5 separate regions of the Mus musculus genome follow, and all the other regions are linked to region 5. Evidence: chromatin contacts called from public HiChIP or PLAC-seq and Micro-C data. All regions are on one chromosome and are shown on one strand. Each heading gives the region's core, a stretch centred on a gene start, on an enhancer-like site or on the middle of the called end of the contact. The rest is flanking DNA. Distances are from core to core; before and after follow the strand shown.

Region 1 (4,298 bases), core at 1,515-4,014, 530 kb before region 5:
AGGCCTGAATCAATAGAACAGATTCCTGAGTCTAGGACAAAGTTGGGTACTGAGTAAGGTTGGGGCTGGCCAAGCTATAACACCGGAGGGGCTGGTTGTCCAGGGTTACAGTTAGGCAGAGCCAACATCCTGAAGGTTTTTTCCTCTGCTCTTACTGTGTGTTCTTGTCTGCTCTTACTGTGTGTTCTTGTCCCTGTCTCCTGGGAGATGACCTTGGTTCAAGCGCTGGCCTTGAGTTGTTAAAGAACAGCGACCCCTGGAGGTCAATAGGATGTAGCGGTGGAAATCAGCACAAGCACCTCTGAAACCCTGAGCCTGGGCCAGGAAGCAACCATTCTTTGTTTGGTGTAAGACTCTAGAGCTTCCTGTGGTGGCTTCTGCTCATTAGTGAAGCTGCCCCTGTTCAGACACTTAAATGATAGGAACAGATGAGAAGACCTGGCATGGAGGTGCCATATGATGCCAGTATGCCCCAGTCCTCTAATTCTGCTCGCCCTTTTTCAGCCCTCAGCGCCCTGATCCTGAGCTGTGCACCCCGGGACAAGCTCAGTATTTGGTACTTTCAAGCAAATCCTCTGGAGAGCTCAGTGCTCTCAACTGGACTCCAGGGTGTATTCTTCCAGCGCAGAGGAAATGGTGTCGCTGCGCAACAGTTCTGACCTTCCTACTCAAATCCCATTGAGTTCAGTCTAGAGGTACGGGAAGATGGGGAGGCCTCGTGGCTCTTCAAACTTCCAGAGTTACGACTCTGCCAGGCGCAGAGAAGGGGTATTGGCGTCTGCTGTGCTAACACGTTTCCAGACTAAAACCTTTTTTATGAGCCTCATGACTCAGGTATCTTGTGTTGAGAAATGAGAAGCAACTGGAGTCCACCAGCCTGGGAATGGATGAGACATGGAAGCAGAAAGGAGGAGACTAGACGAGATCGTGACACACATCGCTGCCGTACACTAGAAATAGATGCATTGATACAAGCTTATATTTGGCAACATGTTATTATTTCTGGTGTTAATAAAATTGATATGCATGCAGCTTCCTCCCACTTCAGGTTAGACTCAAAATACATTTATACATTTATAACATGTTTTTACCTGCAAACTGGACATGAACTTTATAGAACAACGTATGTGTCTCACCTACATCATATGTCCTTCGATTAGCAAGTTTTAAAGACTCATATACATTTGAGATATTTTAGTGGTATTAAAAGATTTATTTTTATTTTATATCTAGGAGTGTTTTACCTGTGTGTATCTATGTGCAGTGCCCGAGTAGGGTTCCAGACCCCTGGTACTGGGCTAACAGACAGTTGTGAGCCACCGTGTGGTGCTGGGAATTGAACTTCCATCCTCTGGAGGAGCAGACAGTGTTCTTAACCACTGAGCTATCTCTTCAGCCTAGTGGTATCAACACTTTCTAATTTAATTTAAATTTTTATTTACAGGAAATAATTAACTTGGTTCCAATGTCAAATGTACAAAACTATACGTGTTCAAACTTAGTCCAGATAAATTTATGTTATATTTTTGTTTATGAGCCTAGCTGTTACCGATGTGTTTATAAAAAGTTTGGTGGATGTGTAGTGAGGTGTGGGGGAAGGGAGTGTCTCCAAGAGCCCATGCTGAGGCATCCCTTCCCCCTGAGGGATCAGCCACATGACTGATACAGTATAGAATAGAGTTTATTTAGGGTATGGGGAGGGGAGTTGAGAGGGTAGTAGAGACAGAGAAAGGCAGAGGGCGGAGAGTAGAGAAGAGGAGTGGAGGAGTAGAGGCCAGCCATGAGCTGGAGGAGAGATAGGAGGGAGGGGGATGGGGAGGGGGGGGAAAGGGTGAGGGAACAGAGAGGGACCAAGAAGGCAAGAGCAAGAGAGAGCACTGAGGTAGCAAGCAGCCCCCTCCCTTTTTTTTTTTTTTTTTTTTTTTTTTTTTGGGTTTTTTGAGACAGGGTTTTTCTGTAGAGCCCTGGCTGTCCTGGAACTCACTTTGTAGACCAGGCTGGCCTTGAACTCAGAAATCCGACTGTATCTGCCTCCCAAGTGCTGGGATTAAAGGTGTGCACCACCACCGCCCTGCAAGCAGCCCCTTTTATAGAGAGTCAGGCATACATAACTGTGAGGCGGAGCTAACTGTTGCAAAGTAACTGTGGGGCGGAGCTTAGACAAAATGCTAATAGTTACCATTTCTCCAGCCCTCAGTTTCTTTTTCATCTCTTCCACCATCTCTCCCCTTCTTTCTACTGTAGTGGCATCTTGCTGGGTTATCCTTCCATTCCTATCTGTTTTCAATATAAACTTTTACAAGTCAGACACACTTTTTCTTTTGTAAGAATTTGTCATCTATGAAGACAGACTTTCTTCTTTTTTTTTTAGTGCTGTTTAGTACTTTTCCTGCTTGAGCTTGTCTTTTTGTTTGTTTGATTAACCCATCGATTGACCTTCTGGCAGACAGATAAGCCAGACTGAGGAGGATGCTGTCTGGACTTTATCCTTAGAATGATCTGGAGCTGCGGATAAGTGCTATTTGGGCCTGAGGGAGTTTCCTCTGTGGAGTGACACACTTGTTTAGGATTTACATCCAAATAGTTTCAGACTGAAATACAATATGCAATTAATTGCAGGGCCTTTTGTAATGGGAAACAGGCAGATCTCCACAACTTCAATGTTTTTGTTTTTCTCTCAAAGAGGAAAGGAACATTCTCAGCTTAAAGATGTTTAGAGTGGTCACAGGGGCAGGAGAAAGACTGCATGGTCCACAGGCTCTGCTGAGAGCCTGTAAGTTCTGAGCAGGGAAGGGAGGGCCCTGGTTGGACAGCCTTTAGAACAGCCCACAGCCGTCTCAGATTCGCCTTCTTGAGAGCTGGGGCAATTCTCCTGTTCTCTCTGAGGCTCCATCAGGAAGCTCACAGAACCACCTTCAAGTGGGTTTTCCATGGCATGACCAGACCAACTCCACCTGTTGGCAAGGCTTTGGCTATGCCCACTCTTTTACCCCTTCTTCCATCTGTACCAAAGCTGGGCACATAAAAGCTATAACCTTACCAACAATTTGTCATTGCTTGCTGTAGATCCTTGGCTGGGTGCCATCCCTGCTCAGGGGTCTGGGAGGCATGGGGTTGCAGTAGAGCACCTTTTGAGCATTGTCATCTTGGCGATACCACACCCAAGGAAGCTGATGGGCACCTCAGGGGAAGGCTGAGAAAAGGGGTTAACAGAGCTTAATTTTGAAAAGCCATCAGAGAAATAAAGAGTCAGAGGGGCTAGCACTAGAAGGGACCATGGTTGCCACCTCAGAGATTCTAGAGAGGTGTCCTGGGGATGAGGTCATGTGGTTAGAGCCGTGATTCCCATCCCTCTCCTTGGATCTGCTGTTTCTTAAGTTGAGATGCCTTGGCATACCGTCTCACCTGAAGAAGAGTTGTTCTGCTTTGAAACTGCAAAATGTTGACCTTAGTACAGTTCCTTGCCTAATGTAAAAATTGCCTGGGCCAGCAAGAGGGTTCAGCAGGTAAAGGGTCTTGCTGCCAAGCATGATGAACTAAGTTCAATAACTGAGACCCACCTGGTATGAAAGAGAGAATCAACTCCTGCAATTTGTCTTCTTACTTCCACATGAGAGAGAAATGATAGATAGATAGATAGATAGATATAGATAGATAGATAGATAGATAGATAGATAGATAGATAGATAGATAGATGGATAGATGTGATTCAAGAGTTTTTTAAAAAGAGAATTGCTTTTATTGGGCTATCTCTAATTTAAGGTCATGGAGACTCAATGCCCCTCAGATGCTATCCATTGCTGGGCATCTCTAGTGGCCAAGGTACTGCTCTCTCTCTGCCTTCGTCTCATTCCTGGTTCTCTTCCTGTGGGCTGTGGCTAACTGAAGGCAGAAGCAGCTTCCTCCCTCCCTGCACTTCATCTGTCTCCACATTACTATTCCGGGGTCCTCTGCTCCCTTGGTATTTAACACCCCATTACCTGCCCTAAAGAGATTCCCTTCCTTAGAAGTAAAAATGTTTTATGACCGTCACCTCAATTTGCTGTGCTGCCCTTCAAAATAGCAGTTGTTTTTCTCTTTTAAGGGTGTTGGGCTGGCTGCAGCTCTTACCCCTCCATCCCCATTTGTGAGATCTCCTCACTTTTAAAAGTGTGAAGATTCAAAGAGGCTCAAGAAAGCATGAGATTTCTTCCCTAGGTCTCTGTAGCCTTCTGCCTGCCTGTCAGAGCTGTTACAGACAGAGTCATAGTAGCCTGGCTAGGAGACTTCACCAGTAAAGCTTTGGCAAAGAAAGGCTA
Region 2 (4,261 bases), core at 988-3,487, 550 kb before region 5:
TAAAAAAGAAAAGACTGGATATCCTTTCCTTTTCTTCCTTTCTCCATAACTACACCCACTGCCTCTCCCTGTCACTTGAGACAAGCTCTTACCATGCAGACAAGGCCTGCTTTATTTCAACTTACTTTGGCTCTCTTCTCTCTGCCTAAGCTGAGATTGCAGGCATTTGCCACCGCTCTAGGCCTAAGACTATTTACTGCCAGGCTGCAGGATTCAAAGGCAGTTGAATGGGTCCCACTGTCCACTTCCTCCTTGTCTCTGCTCTGCCTTCCCTGGGAAGCTTCTCCTAACCAAGGCCCTGGGAGCCACTGTGAAGAGAAGCCCAGGATGCCAGCAGCAGTCCAGAGGTGTAGCCAGTACAGGGCATGGCGAGACATTACCTAGGAAGCAGCCCCGGGGAAGCTGGGTCCTACTGCTGCCACCACGCCCTGATGTCTTATATGTCATCCTTTTGCCTGGTCCCTGCCACTGGGCTGCTGCTTTTCTTGGCTTTGATCTGGGGAAGTTGAGGCCAGACATTTGGGATTGGGATTGAGACACTAGGGATAAAATGGACCAGGGTTTCTGGCCTTCCTGGGTTGCAGGTTTCTAAGTCAGAGCAGCGATTGGATTCACCTTGAGCAATGAGCACCCCGGTGAATGAGATGGCCAAAGCAGCTGCTTTCATCTGCAGCTCTGGACTGGTCCTACACTCTTCTCTGTAAACACAGGAAAACTGAGGCCCAGACAGGTACAAGGTGCCCTCTCCAGGCAAGGCCCTCTGTCCTCTGTGAAGTCAGTTTCAAGGGAGGAAGGCCACTCATACTTTAGCACAGACCCCAAGCAAAGCTGGCAGAGAGGAAGGAAGGTGGCTTACTAACCCTCATCCTCCTGGCTTTGACCTTAGGAGTGGGCCCTGGGTGAGTAAAAGGTCCTGAGAGTCCCCTGTGGTGTTGGAGAGTTATCCTCAGGAGAAAGACATCCCCAGCTTTAACCAAAAGGTCTCAGCCTTGTGTCTCCAAGGGACAGTCAGGGGTGGAGGAGACTAGGGGAAGCTGAGGGAAAAGTGGAAAAGCAGGAGAGCTGGGCAAGCGCTGTGGCCTCTACTGCCCTCCTGGCTAGGTTTCCTCATCTCACCGGCAAAAAGATTTGTTTTACACCTGCCCTGAATTTGAAACAGCAGGCAGGAAGTTGCCTAGCCCAGCTGCCTTGTTCATGAACCTGAGGTATGCAGAGATCAGAGACTGGGTGAAAGAGTTTTAACTCTGGCAAGGCACCAGGGCTTTACTGCATTGGATCACCTTCAGTTGTCAAATATCTGTACTTATCTCCATTATACAGATGTAGAAACTGAGGCCCAGAGAGAAACAGCAACCGACCCAGCCCTTACAAAGCTGAGACCCGAACCAAACTAAAGTTGGTCTGGTGTCTGGGCTGCTGACTTCTCCCTTGTACACTCCTCCCTATGTATCCTCCTCAAATCCTCCATTAGGCTGTCCTGGTGAGCTCTGCCGCTGGGGCAGCATGCCCCTGAGGAGAAACAGCCTGAGGCCATCCCTCTGGCTGTGGGGGTGATGTCTGTGAGAGAAATTCATTATCTTAGCCAGGGCCCCTCTTTTGCCTTTCATGTCAGTAGAGACTGTGGCCCAGGCCACCTCCATGATAATTAAGACCAAAGTCAAGGCACAATTTTTATGGGGAAACTGTACCCCTATGTCAGTCTCCAAGGTGATTCCTGCCTGGCTGGACCTGTTCGGCAAGCTCACCGCCCCCAGTCGACTCCACTCACCCAGAAGGCATCTCGGAACTGCAGCTGGGCCATCATCCTCCAAGGGCGTCTGTTGTGTCAAATGCTAGCACTCCTGCTTCAAGCAGGGCTGAACATGGGCCAGGAGCCAGGAGCACGTCCCAGTCCCAGCGCGGCTAGCCCAGGCCCTCCCTCCCACTCCCAGCCGGCGCCGTCTGAAACGCTCAGAAGGCAGCCACAAGCCAGAGGCAACTGCCGGAGGAGGAAAAAGGCTCAACCTGTTTTGTTTGGGGCTAGAATCAGCAGCGAAATGAGGAAGGAGCCCTGCCCAGTGATGGAAGGGTGGGCCACGATTTCCAGCCTAGGCTCTCGCCAGCCCCACTGATGGAGGAGGACGCAGGCTGAGGCCCAGGGCAGGCAGCCCAGGTGGCAGGCAGAGGCTGGGAGAGAGGAAGGATGTGCACAGGCCAGGCAGGCAGGCAGGCAGCCTGAGGCCGGCACAGGAAGGTTTGTGCAACCTCCCCCAGGGCAGGCGCAGGGCTCTAACCCACAGGAAGTTGAGCTGCTGAGTTTCTCCTGCACAGCCCCAGCCCCGCCTGCCACCTGCCACCCTGCTGCCTGCTCAAGTCCTGGCCCAGTTTAGCTTTAGAACTAACAAGTTAGGAATCTCATGACTGTTACTCTCGCCGGCCCCAAGAGGTTAGGTTCTTAGGGTCTCACCCCGGAAAAGGACGTCCACCATTCATTCCAACTTTAGCAGTTCATGCCCTAGACTAGGTCCTACCCTCAAGTTGCTCACAGCACGGGGCGGACTCAATTGCGGTCCTGGTCCCGGGGCTATGAGAGTGGAGACTTGTTTTGAGAAGGTAACTAGCTAAGGGACCTCAGTGTGATGAGGCACGGGTCCTTGACCCCGTGCAAATCTTCACCCATTCCATCTTCAGTTCATAACTGTGATAGAGGGAGACAGGAGTCTGGAGACTCAGGCTCAGCTTTTGTTTAGTTTGGATTCTGCCCTTCACTAGTGGACGGACCTTGATTGACCTAACTCAGAGCCTCAGCCTCCCCATCTGTCACTTCCAGTCTCTGGGAAAGTGTTTCGTATCAAGAATGCCTCTGGAATTTCTCTTTGTAGGGCAAGCAGGTCCTGGGGAACCCTTTCCAGACAGGGTTTGCCCACTCAGCAGAAGAGGCCTCTGGAGTCCTGAGCCCGGGGTGGGCTGGTGAAAAGAATGAGTCAGAGACTGTCCACAAATCACCACCCTTACCGAGGCTTACCTTAGGACCAACTGGGTTGATCAGACAGCTGAGTTCCCAAGTGTGGGTTACACGTGCCAGGGCTTAAAGAGAGGCACACCCAGGCTTCCCTAAACACCCCCAAGAAGAAGCACAGCAGGCCTGCTGCTGGAAGCCCTTCTCTCTAGAATCCCGGGGCTTGAGCTAATGAGCATCTTTTAAAAAGAGATTCATTTCTAATTTTTATTTGCGTGATATGTGTGTGTGCTAGGTATGTACAGATGCCTGTAGAGGCTAGAGGAGGGCATCCAATCCTTTGGAGCTGCCTAATGTAGGTGCTAGGAATCGAACTCTGATCCTTTAGAAGAACACCAGTCACTCATAACCACGTGGTGTAAGTTACCTTAACCCTACAGGCCCTCTGCTGAAGCTACTTTTATTGTTACAGATTGGCCAACTCAACATCTCCATCTGTAAAATGGGATGAAACCTTGAAATCAGAAAGCAGACCAGAGTCCTTTGTTACCAGGAGCCTTGTTTTAACTGACAGGAAAAGCCCAAGCTGGGGTCCCTGCTGACCTCTCCAGGAATCTCTTCCCTTCAGTCTGCTGGGTGAGTCCAGCCCCCACCCCACCCCCAGAGTCTACACCTCCAGATGCAGCCACATCAAAAGAAGAAAGGGAAAACCCAAGTTGTCTTCTCCAAAGTCCTGTTCGTCAGCCTCTTGGGAGATCTTCCCTGGTATCTCATTGGCTAAGAATAGATGGTACTTCAGCATCATCACCATCACAGCAGACCCTTGGGGCTGTCATAGATGCTGGAGAAAGTTACAGTGACCATGAGACCCCCCCCTCCTCAGCTTAGAGCCACAAAGAATGCTGGTGACAGGTCTGCCAGGAGAGGAGGCAGATCTGGTTTCTACCCTAATGGAATTACAGGCAAGTTCCAGAAAGATCTCTCCTTATTGAGTGGAACCAGAAGACAGTGTTGTGATGAGAAGGAGGTAAATGAAGAGGGGGTGGGGAGAGAGTTGCAAGGACGGTTAGAGGCCTGGATGGTGCTACCAGGAAGGCCGAGGGAAGCTGTGGAGTGTAGAGGAGACAGAGAGAAGATAGGACTGGATGGAGACGTTCAAGAAGCCTCAGAAGATGGAACTGTGTGTTAGCGAGCTTCCCTCCCTCCCCAGCCATTGCCCACACCAAACCCAGTCCTCGGGGAGGGGAATCTGTGCCTGAAAAAAAATCACAGCTCTTTAATCACTGTTTCTGCTGCCTCAGAACATAATTTGCCTTGATGTCT
Region 3 (4,248 bases), core at 694-3,193, 840 kb after region 5:
ATTTCAGATGGGAAGCAAACAGCAGGGACCACCTCTTGGTGACTGTGGTGTGACATGAGACCAGAGGGGAAGGCTTTCCCCCAAGTTGCCTTCTGAAACAGAAGACAAGTGAGAAGCCTTGAGGCTATCCTTAAAGAAGTGTCTGCAGGATGGAGAGATGGAGGGATGGAGAAATGGCTGTTCTTTCAGAGGACCAAGGTTTGATTCCTAGCACCAATGTAACAACCATCTGTAACTTAAGTTCCAGAGGATTCAACACCTTCTTCTGGCCTCCAAGGGCACCAGGCAGGCATGTGGTACACAAAGATATATCCAGGCAAAATACCCATACACACAAAAATATCAAAAAAGGTCAGCGATCTGTAACTGAACTGAACAAGTCTGTGAATCACCAACACAACACAGAAAGCTGGTGACTTAAAAAGCTACAGTAAGCCACCTAAATATAGACGAGAAGGGACACAAATGGGTATAATGGTCTTTACAGGGAGGCATTCTAAACTTGTGACAGCCACATTCATTCGGCACATGTGGCTAAATATAAATATTCTATCATTGCTGCCACAGCCAACCTTCAGCAGTCTGCCTGCTCCAGCTTGGAATTACTAATGCAGACAGGTATTTTGATCCGAGTGTCATTTCCCCAGGTCTAAATGCTAGACAGGGTGATCAGCGGCTCCAAAAGTGATCCAGGTGTGACTGCTATGCGCTCCCACCATGGCGCTGGCTCCCCAGATTCATCTGGGGCAGCCAAAGTGGGTTTTTTGTTTGGTTTCCTTGGGGGTTTGTTTTGTTTTCTTAAACGACAAGAAGTGAAACAGACTAGCTAGCCAACTCTCCTTGCAATGGCTGGTACTTTGAGTCTCCTATTCAGGTGGGCCATTTCCGCTTTGGGAACAAAATGAAGAATGCCTTATTTCTGTAAACAGGATGGAAAAGGTTCAAATTAGGACACCAGTTGCAGAGCACTTCAGCCTATTATCTGTCAGTACTTATGGTCAACCGTGGGTCATTTGTCACAGGAAACCTGGAGTTCTCACTATAAGCAGATGTGTCGGGTTACAGACTTCTGCACCCCTGATTAATAACGACAAAAAAAGTGATGATTCCGTGTCTGAAAACTGTATCAGGCAGGAGGTGGCCCTCACAGATCATATCCACTCAGTCCCTCTCAAGAGGGACGCTGGGTTTGTCTAAGGTACAAGTCAGATCACAGGAACTCATCCCTAGGGCTTATGCAACACGCGGAACAGAAACACAATATTTCGCTGCCGGGGGGGGTCCCCAACAAGCACATAGCTTCTGTTCACCGGTGCCAGGGTTTCTGGTTTGCCGGTGTCTTCTCCCACAGGAATGCCAGGGCTGCCTCAGAGAGCTGTGCTCCCAGAGGTCAGCACGGATCCCCGTCAGGGTCCTCACAGCCCGGAAGCAGGGGCTCCAGAAACACTTGTAGAGCGAACGAAGGTGCGGATGGCTGCTGGCACTGGCGCCCCGCACCTAGCCTTGCTAGGTGCCCCCGACTGACTGCGCCCCGCGGCCTCCCTCGGGCTGGCGCGGCTCCTGGAGAGAGCCTCTGCGTCGCCTTCAATAATTCACAGCCCGGGTCCTCCCGTAACCCCGACACCCCGCGGGGCCCCGCACCTTCTCGCCCTCATCCGGGTTCTTGTCCGGGTGGTACTTGAGCGCCAGCTTCCGATAGGCCTTCTTGATCTCCTCCGGGGACGCGCTGGGCTTCACCCCCAGGATGTCATAGTACTGGGTCTCCTTCACCATCTTGTCTCTGCGGGGTGGGGCGGACGAAGCGGGTCAGCGCGCCCCCGACGCCCCCGGCCCGTGCCCCCGACGCCGGCCTGCGCGTCACCGTCTCGGTCGCGGCCGCTTCCCGGGGCTCCGTCCCGAGCGTGAGCCCGGGACCCAGTTGCGCTCCCGGCACCGCCGCACTCGAGCCGCCGGTACCTCCGCCGCCGGCTTTTATTCGGCGCCGGCGGAAGGTTCCGCCAGGAGGCGTGACGCCACATAGGCCCAGAACGTTCGCGGAGGTTCCGGCGGCTCCGGGGCTCGGTCCTCCGGCCGGGCGCGCGCGCTCACCCGTTCTCTTCTGAAGTCTGCTCCTCTGGCTGGCCGTCCGACTCCCCGGAGCTCCAGTTCTGACTGCCGCCACGGGCCATGTTGGGGTGCTCGGGGGTGGGGGGCTTCGGCGTGGAGGTTTCGGGCTTCGTGGTGGAAGTCGTTCGCTGCCGATTGTCACGCCGCCCCGAGGCCGTCCCCTTGCCCTTGCGTGGGTCCGCGGGGTTGGGTCGCTCTGGGATCCGATGGCCTGCAGGAGGGCCTCGTGTGCGCGAACCCTGGGCAGAGGAGAGCTTGGACTGGGAGGTCAGCGGACGCGCGGACCCCACCCGGCCTCTGCCTCGGGGTGTGGCCCCCTTCTGTTCGGTCACTGCGGGGGTGTGCTCTGGGGTCTGCCTTGGATTGTTGCATTTTGGGGGGTGTTGGAGTGAATGGCTGCCTTCTGTGGTGGCGTCGAGATCCTGCGGTGGCTGGTTCCCCCTAGGCATCTTGAAGGCTGGGTGACCATTAGCCTTTGAAGATGTGAACAGTGGCCTTTAGGTGGCCTGAGTTTGGACACTGGCCTCTCTATTGCCCACAGCTGGAAACCTCATAAGTACCCCAAGGGTGAGGAGTGACGTTTCCCAGCTGTGAGCAGTGATGACGTCTATCACCTGTGAACAGTGACATTATTTCCAAGTCTTTCAAGGATGAGCAGTGATCTCTCTTTTTTTTCAGGAGTGGGAATCCCCACCCCACCCCCACCCCCATACACACACATATCAATGCACAAATGGGCCAAGGCAGAGCCATCGAACCAGTATTGCAGCTCTACCGGGCACTGAAGCCTACAAGACCAGGCGGTCCAATCTTCTACTTCTCTAGGCTGCTTTCAACGGATGCCACGATTAAGACTACTCAAAACATGTGGGTGTGGACTTGCTGCTGCAGCGCTATCAGAATACTGCAGACCCTTCTGGCCTACTTAGGCTTCTCGTGGTGCAACACTTTATCCAGGAGAGGAAGCCACCCTGGCCAGCTCCCTGGAGTCCACTGGCCTGGGTTTTGATCTGGTGGCTGAAGCTCCTCTTTCATGCGCGCAATAGGGATACAAACGACTTAATACCCATGAGAAATTAAGCCAAGCCGCTAGCTTCTTTTCCGGGGAACATGAGAATCCACTTTCTGGATCTTGCTCCTATAGAACAGTCACTTTTGGGCAGATTCAGGACAGGAGGTCAGGAATTTGTGACTCCATTTTCCTGTGTCTTCTCTACACAAATCTCTGCCGTCGGGCTTATTTCTCCACTTCTGGGACATGATCACTGTCAAGTGCCCATCTTTCTCTCAGGACATCTGCAAAGATCAAAGAGAATGATAGCTATAAAGCTCCTGACAAGAACCTGGCTTGCTCACTTAGAAACATTTTTTTTTCTTTTCTTTTTTCCCCCGTTTTGTTGCCTTTGAAACAAGGTCTTGCAACATAGCTTTGACTGCCCTTAAACTTAGGATCCTCCTGCCCCAGGCTCCCAAATGCTGGGATTATAGATGGGAGGCATTGCAGTTAGCTCATCTGAAAACTTCTAAAACTCCAGGCTACACCCCAGTTACTACAGAGCTTCCAGGTAGAGTGCAGGCCCCTGTCAAGTGGGTCTAGTGTTGGAACTAGAGGTAAGAACACAGCACAGCTTCACGGCTCTACCCAGATTCAGTTCTGTGGACCAGTGGCATTGGTAGGAGGGGCATGGGAGAAAGATGGCTCAGGTGTGGTTAGAGCCTAGAAACAGAGTTCTCAGTTTATTGGCTAGTTAAACTTGGGTTCTTAGCCTTCCAAATGTTGTTACAGGTGTGTACTGTTGTGCGTCACCCAGCATAGTATTACTGACTGATGGGTTTTCTGTCTTTCTGTCTTTCTTTCTTTCTTTCTTTTTTTTTTTTTATGGACAAGGTTTCATTCTGCATTCTTGACTGTCCTAGAACTCACTCTATAGACCTTGAACTCACAGAGATCCACATGTCTTAGACTCTCAAGTGCTATATTTAAAGGCTTGAATTTTTAAAGAAAAATCTTTACACCTTAGCTAAACATGGATAAAAAATTCCCTTTACCAACCTTTACACTGTTCCTCTGAGCATTTTCCAGTCTAGGTCTGTAAAAGCTGTATATCTAAGATGACCCTCACCTCCCTTAAAATCCCTACC
Region 4 (4,472 bases), core at 1,025-3,524, 780 kb after region 5:
ACAGAGATCTGTCTGTCTCTGCTTTGGAGTGCTGGGATTAAGGGACTGTGCCACAATATTTGGCTTCACTTGTAAATATGTTAGAACATTGGGAAAGCTGGCGATGTTGACTCTGTGAAGCTGGATATGAAGACTCTGATTCAACTAGCGAGCTCTTGGAGGACAGAGGAGAATTCAGGCAACTCGGACCCGGCCTGGGCTATAGAGTGAGATCCTGTCTCAAACAACCAACCAAACAAGACAACAAAATGCACAAAACAACAACCACAAAACCCATGACAGAGAAAGGGGACATTTTTAAAAAATGAGATAGCACGGCAAGTGTTACAGATACTCAGTCTTTGGGTCATGTCTCAGGAGAACAAAACTAAACTAAACAAAAACAAAAACAAAACAAAACAAGCAAACAACAAAACTCTTCTCTTGGTTGTTAGATATAGTGGTGGATGCCGGTAATCCTAGAACTCCAGCGGATTATGATGGAGTATTCGGAGATCACCAGGTTTACGTGGAAACTGCAGGCTACCCTAGTCAGGGCTGCATAGCAAGCCCCAATTTCTCATAAATCAATCTCTCTCTCTCTCTCTCTCTCTCTCTCTCTCTCTCTCTCTCTCTCCCTTTCTCTCCTCTCTCTCCCTCCCTCCCTCTCTCTCCCCTTCTCTCCTCTCTCCTCTCCCTCCCACCTCCCTCCTCTCTCTCTCCCTCCTTCTCTTCCCTCCCCTCTCTCCCTACCCACCTCTTTCTGTCTGTTCTAAGTCCTTGAGGACTTAGAAAGGACATTTAGTACATTGTCTGAACTAGAACATGCGTTGCTTCTTTTACTTTTGGAAGAATCTCACCATTCCCTTAAAGACCTCGGTTGAACACGGAAGGGCAGGAAGAGGTGATGGGTGCGGGGTCCGGGGTGTGTGTGCATGCGCGCGCGCGCGCGCGCGGCGGGGACGGAGGGGGGGGGGATCCGGGCTGTGCAACTGGATCCGAATCCTTGCCCTACAGTCCAAGGACCCAGGGGGCGGGATGCTAAATCAGCCACTTCACCTATGACAGGTAAGTAGGCAGCTGCGCAGAACAGGAGGCAGCAGCGGTCCCAGGAACCTCTCTACCTATGCAGCCAGAGCTAGCGCTGAAGGCGCCGCTAGCGAGGCACTAACCAGGACCACACACCCACCCAGAGTTCAAAGCGCGCGCGCGCGCCTTTTGGCGCCCGGGTGATAGATAGTATGAGGGGAACCTCGGGTAGGGCTTTCTCCTGAGCCCAGGACCATCAGGTCACACAAACTTCCCGTGACACACCCTGCAGCGGGTCAAGGGTTTTAATGGGGGGGTACCCGGGAAGGAGGTGCGGTCTCTGGAGCCTCACCCTGCATTTGCGTCCGTCCACTGTCTCCTCCTCGAAGCCCTCTCCGACCTTGAAGTTGATCTCCGTGGTGCGCACAGTAGTGGATGTCTTGATGTAGAACTGATCCCCGTCTTGGCGGATCTCCACGTGCGGCTTAGACGCAGCCGCCACGGCCACCTTCCTCAGCATGGCGTTCACACCTGCGCAAGGAAGCATAGATTCGGGTCTCTGGTCCTCACCCACTGGTCTCCCCCAGACCTGTTTGGCACTTCCCAAATCCTCTGGCTTTAGACGGGGCTCTTAAATTAGTCCCACTTGTCTCTTTCCTCCCTTGGGTTTTAGAGAAGAAAACCCGAGGCTTAAAGTCGGCAAGCGGCTTTCCTGAGTTACCCAGGGCTTTCATGGCAAGATCTGGTCTTTTAAAAGCCCCAGTTTAAAGTCCCTGCTCTTCACTGTGATCTAGCACGAGATAAAGATGGGACCGTCGAGAAAGGCGCCAAATGTCCAGCAAACGTTAGTTGAACTCCCTGGGGCTGGAGCCCGCTCTCCTCTGCGACCTGGGTTTGGGGGGTGGGGGAACCTCAAAGGAAACAGAGATTCATCACTCCGTTGACTCCCTCCTGCCTGAACCTACCCAGGCCACCCTCTCTGGGACCCGGGCGCCTCGCAGCTGCTTCTAACAGACCGGACATACTCTCTGTACCAGCTTACCCAACGCCTTGAGGAGCTCGTCGAAATTCTCGCTGCTGCGCATCTTCCAGGTACCGGCGAAGTTGGGCATGGTGGCAGTGGTGTTGGCTGTAGCGGCGGCGCGAAGGCAGGGGCAGGCACCCACCTCTGCTGCGGAGCGGTCGCACGCTGCGTTGCAGAGAGACTGGCGTTCTGCGCCCAGCCGCAAGCGCCTTGAGTCGCTAGGGTAGCGCCCCCCCCCTTCTGGGGCCCCGCCCTCAAGTCCCGCCCCTGCCCTGCGTGCACGAGGGGCGGGGGGTGGCCCACGAGGGGTGAGCCCGACTCCCCGCCCTAAGGCGCCCCTCACCATTCCTCATCTTCTCAGCCACTAGTGATGCAACTTGGAACTTGCTCTCCCCTGGTGCCTCCTCCACCACGCCGCCCACATTCTGTTTTAAACTGGGTGGTAGGAGAGGGTTTAATGAAGCTAGGTCGGCCTGGAGGAGATACATGAGGCTAGCTAGGTAGTGGGGATTCAGGGGAACGCGACATTCTTTCTCTACTTTTGCCTATGTTTGAAAATATCTGTTAGTAGTAAGGCCATAGGCATGGAAGCCACTTTCTTTCCACCCATACTTTCTGGCTGCCACTAGCCGGTCGAATTTGCTCTGTTCGGCTTTTCAGTTAGCATATGGAGGACCAATTAGAGTGGCGGGAAAGGCCCAGCCCCTACCCTTGCTTATCCCGGGCATGGAGGCACGGAGGTACCAAGGCAGGTTCAAACGGGTGCTGGAAACCAAGCCTCTCATGCAGGTTTTCTGCTTAAGTTAGAAGGGAGCCCAGACCAACACCGTCCCTTTGTTGTTGCCTAAGGGACGGAACAAGCAAAATGCAGGGAAATGCGGCAGCTTATTTTGTAAAATTGCGGGTTTGAGCTCTGCAGTCCTACTGGGAAGGCCTAGCAAGAAAGCCTAGCTCCTGCCTTTGCTCTAACAGATCTGAAAATCAACGCCAGAGCCCAGAGTCTCCACTAAGGAGTGTACACACAGGTCCCTGTGCCTTACCAGCTTTCAGACCTCAACATTTCCTTGCAGCCTCTTTCCACTGTTTCACCATTGCTACACCTCAGCCAAACTGCCCAATTCAGGATCTTAGAACCTGCCACGGGTGGCTCCATATCAGCCGTTGACCATGCTGCTCGAGGTCCCCAAAGGTCACTTTTCCTTCATGGGCTGAAAAAAAAAAAAGCTTGCCCACTCCTCATGACACAGGTGTTGTAAAATTCTGTTTAGGTCCTAAGCAGATTACTTTCCTCGGAATTGACAGGATTCCTTCTGGTCCAGTCTTCCCTGTGAAAATAGGCCATTTAGAGCTCAGCGATCAAAGTTGATCAATGCACCCTCATTTCCTCAGGCTCAGCCAGGTGGGGCTCAGAAGTGAATCGATTCTCAAAAGATGCAGATGTTCTGAAGCCTAGAGGTGATTGTGGGGTGAGGATTCCCCGAGGACCTGGGGTTGGTTCATGCTGAATGCTGCTAACAGAAGAGGGCCTCTGTACTTCTAGAAGGGACTGCAATTGGTCTTCTGCCCAGGGGCCCTGAGAAGCCATCTAAGACAGATGAAGACAAGAGAGTGGAGAGGGGCCATCATGGGCTGGGAAAGGGTGTGTGGGGACAACAACTTCTTACATGTGCCATCTGTGCCCACATGGGGCCGTATGCTTAGAAGAAGTTGGTAACTGAATTGGAAAACAGAAAGCAGCTCTGGTGTGGACATCTTGAAGTATTTCATGTATTTACTTTCATGTCTTTATGTATTATGTGTGGTATGTGCAGGTGCACATGTCTGAGGTCTCTACCCACTCTTCACCATACTCTTGGAGACAGGTTCTCACTGAATCATCAACTGAGCAAGACTGTTTGGCCAGCAAGCCCCGATGCTGGCCGATTGATCCCACGTCCACCTCCCCGGTGCATGCCTGTATTTTCATGTGGTTGCTTGGGATCAGAACGCAGGTCTTCGTATTTGGACACTTTCTCATCGGAGCTTCTCCCAAGCCCTCCGTCTTGAAATGTTTAATCTTTGAAAAGATTATATACCTGTATATACCTTGTGCTCTGGGATCTACAAGCTAGGTATCCTGTCTCTACAGCAATGGGGCCAAAGGAGGGGTGTCATGAAGCTAATTCAGGCCTCCACCTCCATTTGATACTTCTGGCTAGCAAGGTGTTACCCATCAAAGTTGGGGTTAGGAGCTGGAGGCTAAGGGAGCTGGAAAAGCAGAGTTTATAGCCCAGGGAAAACCAGTGAAGATGGCTCCTTGGATAAGGCAGAACAGCAGTAGGCAGGTTTTACAGCAAAGATACCACATGGACTGAAGGGAAAGGAGAGAATGGGAAGTCGGAGGGATTCATGGTTAAGAGCAGGGGAGATGGCTCTGTTGGTAAAGCGCTTAAAGCGCAGA
Region 5 (4,960 bases), core at 1,634-4,133:
TCTCCCCAAGATTTCGTTTCCCTGACATTCGGTTCGTTTGGCTATTGTTCATCTCCCTCTCCATCCACTCGCCTTACCCAGAGGGAAAATGCTTTTTGTTCTGTCCCTATCTCCCTAGCCCGATTGCCTTGCGGTGATGGAGTTCGGCTCCAGGCCGCTGCCGCTGCCGTACTAGTACACCCTAGGAAAACCCAACTGCGAACAGCCGAACAAGCAAAGCCCTCTGGAAGAAGGTGGAATTTTAGAGGAAGAGGTGGAAATCGAAGTGCGACTCCAGCAAGGGAGGGGGAAAGGAAAAGGACAAGGACTCAGGTCATAGCACAACTCCTAGACTAGGAGACTCTCTTTCTGCTCCTAAGGGATCGCCTAGGCTAGTCTCGCCCTTAGGAACACTCTCGGACTAGGACGATTCAGACTTTGGGCAGCTGAGGCCTTCTGGGCACAGAATGGCTCCTTCCTGGCTACCTGCCTTGGGGCTTCGGTCTGAGATTCTCTGGGTTCTGGGTCCCCTCAGCCCAGTGTCTGCTGCTTTTCACACCCACCTCGAACAGCCTCAAGCCTACATTTCAAAACAAAGAGGAGTCCCTGGGCGAACTCAGCTTGGGTTCATTCAACACCAACTCCATTCTGTTTTACTTTCAACCCGGTCTACACACCCTGGATTTTAGCTGCATTGTTTACATTAAAGTCCCCTCTAGGCATTACTAGTTCTGGGTAAACATTTACAAATAGCCCACCAAGACCAATCCCCTCCTTCTACAGTGTGGAAATGGAGTTACAGAGAGGAAGAAATCCCTGGTGCCACACAGAGGGCCTGGTCTACCTCGATCTGAGTAGCAGATCCCCTGGCTTCCTGGAACTGGGGTCTCCTGTCGCACCCTCTCCACCTGCTTCTTGTCAACACTTATTTCCCAGTCTGAGCAACTCCTGGCCAGAGCACCTATCATCCTAGGAGGGTTTTAACCAATAAACTCCCTGAACCTTTCTTTATGCTAGCCGGACATCAAAACAAGAACACAGGCCCCTCTTCTGCGCCGCTGGCCTTCTTCCCTTGGCTCCGGGTGGGATGGATACCTTTTCTCCCTGTTCATCAAAGGAATTCTAAACACAACCCAGACAGGCAGCACCTAGGATTCCGGGTCCTCCACTCTCCCGATCCTACATGGTCCGGGCCACGGAGAACACAACTCCCGAGGCTCTCACGCTCACATACATACAATTCCCCCCGACCCCCGCACTCGCAGACACATAGCAGGGTTCCCAGCGCACGCAGCCTTTCACACCGGCTTCCCGTCGGAAGCTCAGCTGTCGGCTACACAGTCGTACATCCTACTGACGCGGCGCAGCGCTGCGGGCCGGGAGAGAGGCTTACCTGGCAGATGCAGGCCGCGGGCGCCGGGGAGCGGGCCGGGGCTGCGCGGGCTGCCAGCCGCAGCGCGCTCCAGCAGGAGGCCGTGGTCAGCTCGGCAGAGCAGCTCATGCTCCCGCAGCGAGAACTCGTCTCCAGGGAGCAGCTGGCGGCTGCACACGGAGCAGCGGAAGCACTCGATGTGGTACACGCTGTCCCGCGCCCGCATCACCAGGTCACTGCTGCTGAAGCCCACCTGGCACTGGGCACACTTGATGCCGAACAGCCTGCGGGCCCGGGTGCGGCGGGCGTCAGCGCAGGGACCCGAGCCCAGGACGCGCAGCCGTGTCCCCCCCAGCCCAAGGGGGCCGAACCCCGGGTCCCGCCGGCTCACCTGACGTAGTCCCGCTTGCAGTAGGTTTTCCCGTCTCTCACGAAGCACGTGCACGTCTCGTCCAGGTACTGGCTGCACTCCGCGCACTTGAGGCAGGCGGCGTGCCACTCGAGGTCGGGCGACACGCGAAGGATAAACTGGTCGTGGATCTGACTCCCGCAGCCCACGCACATGGCCGTCCCGGGCTTCTCTAGCAGGGAAGGGCGCAGGGCCCGCGTCAGGCCCGGTACAGGACCCGGCCGGCCTTGGCCGCTGCAGCAGCCCCAACCCAACCCGCCCTCCCTTGCTTGATCTCCCGCTCTAAAAGTGAGACCACTTTCGAATGATCCAGAAAGTAGGAAACGAAAACAACACAATCTCCTGATATTTCCATTATCACCGTCTTTGAACGCGGACGTAGTATCGGTTCAGCTAGAGACAGAGCTAACGGGAGGCAGACGACAGCACGGTGACACTGGGGAGCTACGGACGCCTCCGTGTCCACACTGTCAGCCAAGCCCGGATTTCCGCCCGCTCCCGCTCACAGCGACTCCCTATTTCAACGCAGACACCGCAGCATTCAGCCCTGTCCCCTCTTAGCTTCTTCGACAGTTCTTAGTTTAAACACCTCAGATCAAGCTACTGAAACCTCTCTACCTTCCTAAGGCAGAGAAGAAACCCATTTCTCTAAATCAAACCTAATTGTCCTAGCAGAAAAGAAAAAGAATTTCACAGCCTGAGGTCATTCCAGCCAACTTGGGAAATAATGTCTAATTGCAAAATAAAATAGTAGGATTCCAACGAATAAACAGTGTTATGGGCGAAATGCACTGCTTGTTTGTTTGTTTTTTTTTATTCTCCCAAGTATTTTGTCAAATAAAAGCCACTTGTAGAATCCGCTAAACATTCTTCTGCATTGGAAATGTTGCATATCAAGCACACATACACACCCACACACAGAGAAAGACTTACTCTTGGAATGATCCCCCATAGCACCCAGAAAAGGATAATGAAAAATAATATCCACCATGCAGAGAGAGATGTGAGCAAAGCTTGCGGCCGGGGACAGAAGGACCAGGGTCGAGCGCCCAGCCTCTGCTCTTTGCTAACTAACTCCTGCCCCGCGGAGTTGAAGGAGCGATTCCGCACCGGCCCGCACGCAGCATGACGTCAGCACGCACTCGCCCGGGGCCCGAGCTGGAGGCGGGACCTGTAGCGTCACCCAGCTCTCCCACCGCCCTGGGGCTTGCTCGGGAGATGATGGGGACCCGGAGGGTGGGCTGGGGTAGACACGGAGGCGCAGGGAGATTGGCTGGGAGGAAGTGGGAAAGCTCTGATTGGTTCGGAGTGAACAATGGAGCGCAGCCCCCTCCCCCGAAACCTTCCTAGATCCTCTCTGCAGCCCCGGGTCCCGCAATCCCTTGGAAGCCGCATCTCCACCCCGCGGGCTCTGCCGCAGCGCCGCGCTTTCTTCGGACTTGTAGGGCGTTTGCCTAGCAAGGCAATAGTCTTCTGGGAATAGATGAGAGTCGTCTCCCCCTTAAAAGTGTTTTTCTTTTATAATTTTTAAATTAAAAATTCCTCCTGGGGACGACAGACCTTGAGGGAGAAAAGAGGATTCGCTGTTTCGGGACCATCACTGGTCCAGCCGGCCACCTTTCTCCCTGGTGGGCCTGAGCCTTTGTTCGGCGGGGTCCAAGTTAGGGAGAACGGGTAGGAAATGAGCACCTGGGTTTGGATAAACTCTATGCGGACTTTCCCACCCGCGCCGCCTGTAGAAAACTCGATGTTGCAGGTGGGTAAGCCAAAAGGAATCCAGAGACTTAGAGCCACAGTCCTCCCACCCACCCTGGCCTAGGCACTTTTCCTCCCTCCTACTTTTTGCTCTTTTGGTTAAATTGATGCTGACTCCCACCCTCTCCTTTCTCCTCTCAGCTGCATAGAGCCTAAAAACAGTGCTGTGATGTGTCACTCATACAGTAAAAGATTTTTACGAACTCTCTGATTTTGGGTTACACAAACCAATTACAACACAACTAATCAGAAACAAATGTGGGACACGGGGTAATTTACCGTCTTCCCGGTGGCTTTTTAATCCTAGAAAAATCTGCGATTTCTAAGACTCGGGATTTTTTTAAACAAAAATCGTTGTGAATTTTGTTTCAAAGGGTTGAAAGACAAATCGATGAGGTACAAACAGTGTTTATCCAACGGTGGTCTGTTGGTCCCTCACTCCCATTCTGAAAGGACACCAAAAACTTGATACCTCTCTAAGTGGGGCGCGGGTGGGCTTCTGGGATAAAGTATCTCGACCAAAAGCTATGTCCGGACTTGGATCCCGCAGGCCTCGCTGCCCGAGATCTATCTAATTCAGGCGCGGCGGTCCAACTGCTAAGAGCCGAAGCTGCTGGGCTGGGAAATGGTTGCAGTCAAGAGCGTCGGCACAGGTTCTGCAGAAAGTCGGGGTTAGAAAGGCTGCTCGGAGATGCCCCAGCGCTGGAAACAGTCTGGCACCTCGCTCCACAGCCGGATTCCTGTAGCTTTTGACCCCGCCTCCACCTTTAGAGCGCTAGTGTTCTCTGGACCCAGAGTTTTGCCACAGCCTACAACCCGCTTGACAACAGGCCGACCCTTCCCCATCTTTCCTACTAGCGCCCCAGCCGCTCTGGCTCTGGGGCTGGTTAAGTTTGCATGACTGTATCTCTGCTGGTAAACCACAAACCATGAAGTAAAGGGTCCTGCATCAGCGCTGGTCTCTGTGACTTTGGGTGTTTCATTTCTTCTTCCTCCCTCACTTTTCCTCATCTGTGAAATGGGTTGTACTTAGAACAGCTGTCTTTGCTTTGTTAAAAAAAATTAAACTAATCGCAGGGAAAGCCTTAGAATCCTACCTCATCGTGCTCAGTGTCTGGTATCTACAGTAACCATAGTGGTTCTCTCTGTTGGGACCCTATACACTTGGGAGTGTGCCTTTTCTGGAAAGGTATCTGTGTGGGGCCTTGCTGGAAGTGAGGACTAAGCACATCTCTTGCCTGTTGGGCAATGATTTATTTATTTGTGAATGTGCTTGCTTTGCCTGCCCTAGGTGTGGACTTGGATTTATTGTTGAAGCCAGTGAGTGGGCTCTGCACTGTGCCTGCTCCAGGTACTGGGGGATACTTGTCACCTCACCCTCCACCCCAAGGCTATCTTGGGCTAGACCTGGCTCCCATTACCTCTAGATCCTGCAAACCTCCTAG

Evidence for each region. Hi-C and Micro-C count contacts between places; a contact is called where the count stands out from the background. HiChIP or PLAC-seq counts read pairs in DNA pulled down with a chosen protein or histone mark.
Region 1: a contact with region 5 is called in an H3K27ac HiChIP or PLAC-seq map of embryonic stem cells, with 5 times the contacts expected there. The contact joins the enhancer-like site here to the promoter of Isl2 in region 5. A contact is called at or near these places in 6 of 39 promoter capture datasets (the 3T3-L1 cell line, cranial neural crest, embryonic stem cells and 3 more), 4 of 115 datasets of contacts at active chromatin or transcription factors (embryonic stem cells, extraembryonic endoderm stem cells and stem cell-derived neural progenitor cells) and 1 of 9 other capture datasets (macrophages).
Region 2: an H3K27ac HiChIP or PLAC-seq map of microglia shows a contact between it and region 5, with 7 times the contacts expected there. The contact joins the promoter of Pstpip1 here to the promoter of Isl2 in region 5. A contact is called at or near these places in 3 of 39 promoter capture datasets (embryonic stem cells, liver and stem cell-derived epiblast-like cells), 1 of 484 Hi-C or Micro-C datasets (embryonic stem cells) and 6 of 115 datasets of contacts at active chromatin or transcription factors (craniofacial prominence, embryonic stem cells, memory CD8 T cells and 3 more).
Region 3: a contact with region 5 is called in an H3K4me3 HiChIP or PLAC-seq map of embryonic stem cells, with 4 times the contacts expected there. The contact joins the promoter of Dnaja4 here to the promoter of Isl2 in region 5. A contact is called at or near these places in 1 of 39 promoter capture datasets (erythroid cells) and 1 of 115 datasets of contacts at active chromatin or transcription factors (embryonic stem cells).
Region 4: a Micro-C map of embryonic stem cells shows a contact between it and region 5, with 5 times the contacts expected there. The contact joins the promoter of Crabp1 here to the promoter of Isl2 in region 5. A contact is called at or near these places in 3 of 484 Hi-C or Micro-C datasets (all in embryonic stem cells) and 1 of 115 datasets of contacts at active chromatin or transcription factors (embryonic stem cells).

Annotation. Positions count from the first base shown.
Region 1 is chr9:56,071,372-56,075,669 of GRCm38.p6, reverse strand. No RefSeq gene overlaps it. Among named protein-coding and RNA genes, the nearest start is that of Pstpip1, 16 kb to the left of the region's middle. Within about 2 kb of position 2,764, at least 11 of the 459 cell types and tissues checked have an H3K27ac peak or open chromatin away from gene starts, as enhancers often do. A contact at or near this core is called in embryonic stem cells, where this site is marked.
Region 2 is chr9:56,087,952-56,092,212 of GRCm38.p6, reverse strand. It overlaps Pstpip1 (proline-serine-threonine phosphatase-interacting protein 1), which reads right to left and starts at 2,237. Exons shown (of 15, transcript NM_011193.3): 1 at 1,769-2,237. The coding sequence starts at 1,804.
Region 3 is chr9:54,697,254-54,701,501 of GRCm38.p6, reverse strand. It overlaps Dnaja4 (DnaJ heat shock protein family (Hsp40) member A4), which reads right to left and starts at 1,943. Exons shown (of 7, transcript NM_021422.4): 1 at 1,642-1,943. The coding sequence starts at 1,773. Gm46113 (a long non-coding RNA gene) reads left to right here and starts at 2,782. Exons shown (of 2, transcript XR_001779175.2): 1 at 2,782-3,717.
Region 4 is chr9:54,762,550-54,767,021 of GRCm38.p6, reverse strand. It overlaps Crabp1 (cellular retinoic acid binding protein I), which reads right to left and starts at 2,274. Exons shown (of 4, transcript NM_013496.3): 1 at 2,051-2,274; 2 at 1,361-1,539. The coding sequence starts at 2,120.
Region 5 is chr9:55,539,072-55,544,031 of GRCm38.p6, reverse strand. Isl2 (insulin related protein 2 (islet 2)) reads right to left here and starts at 2,883. Exons shown (of 6, transcript NM_027397.3): 1 at 2,694-2,883; 2 at 1,743-1,932; 3 at 1,373-1,635. The coding sequence starts at 2,751.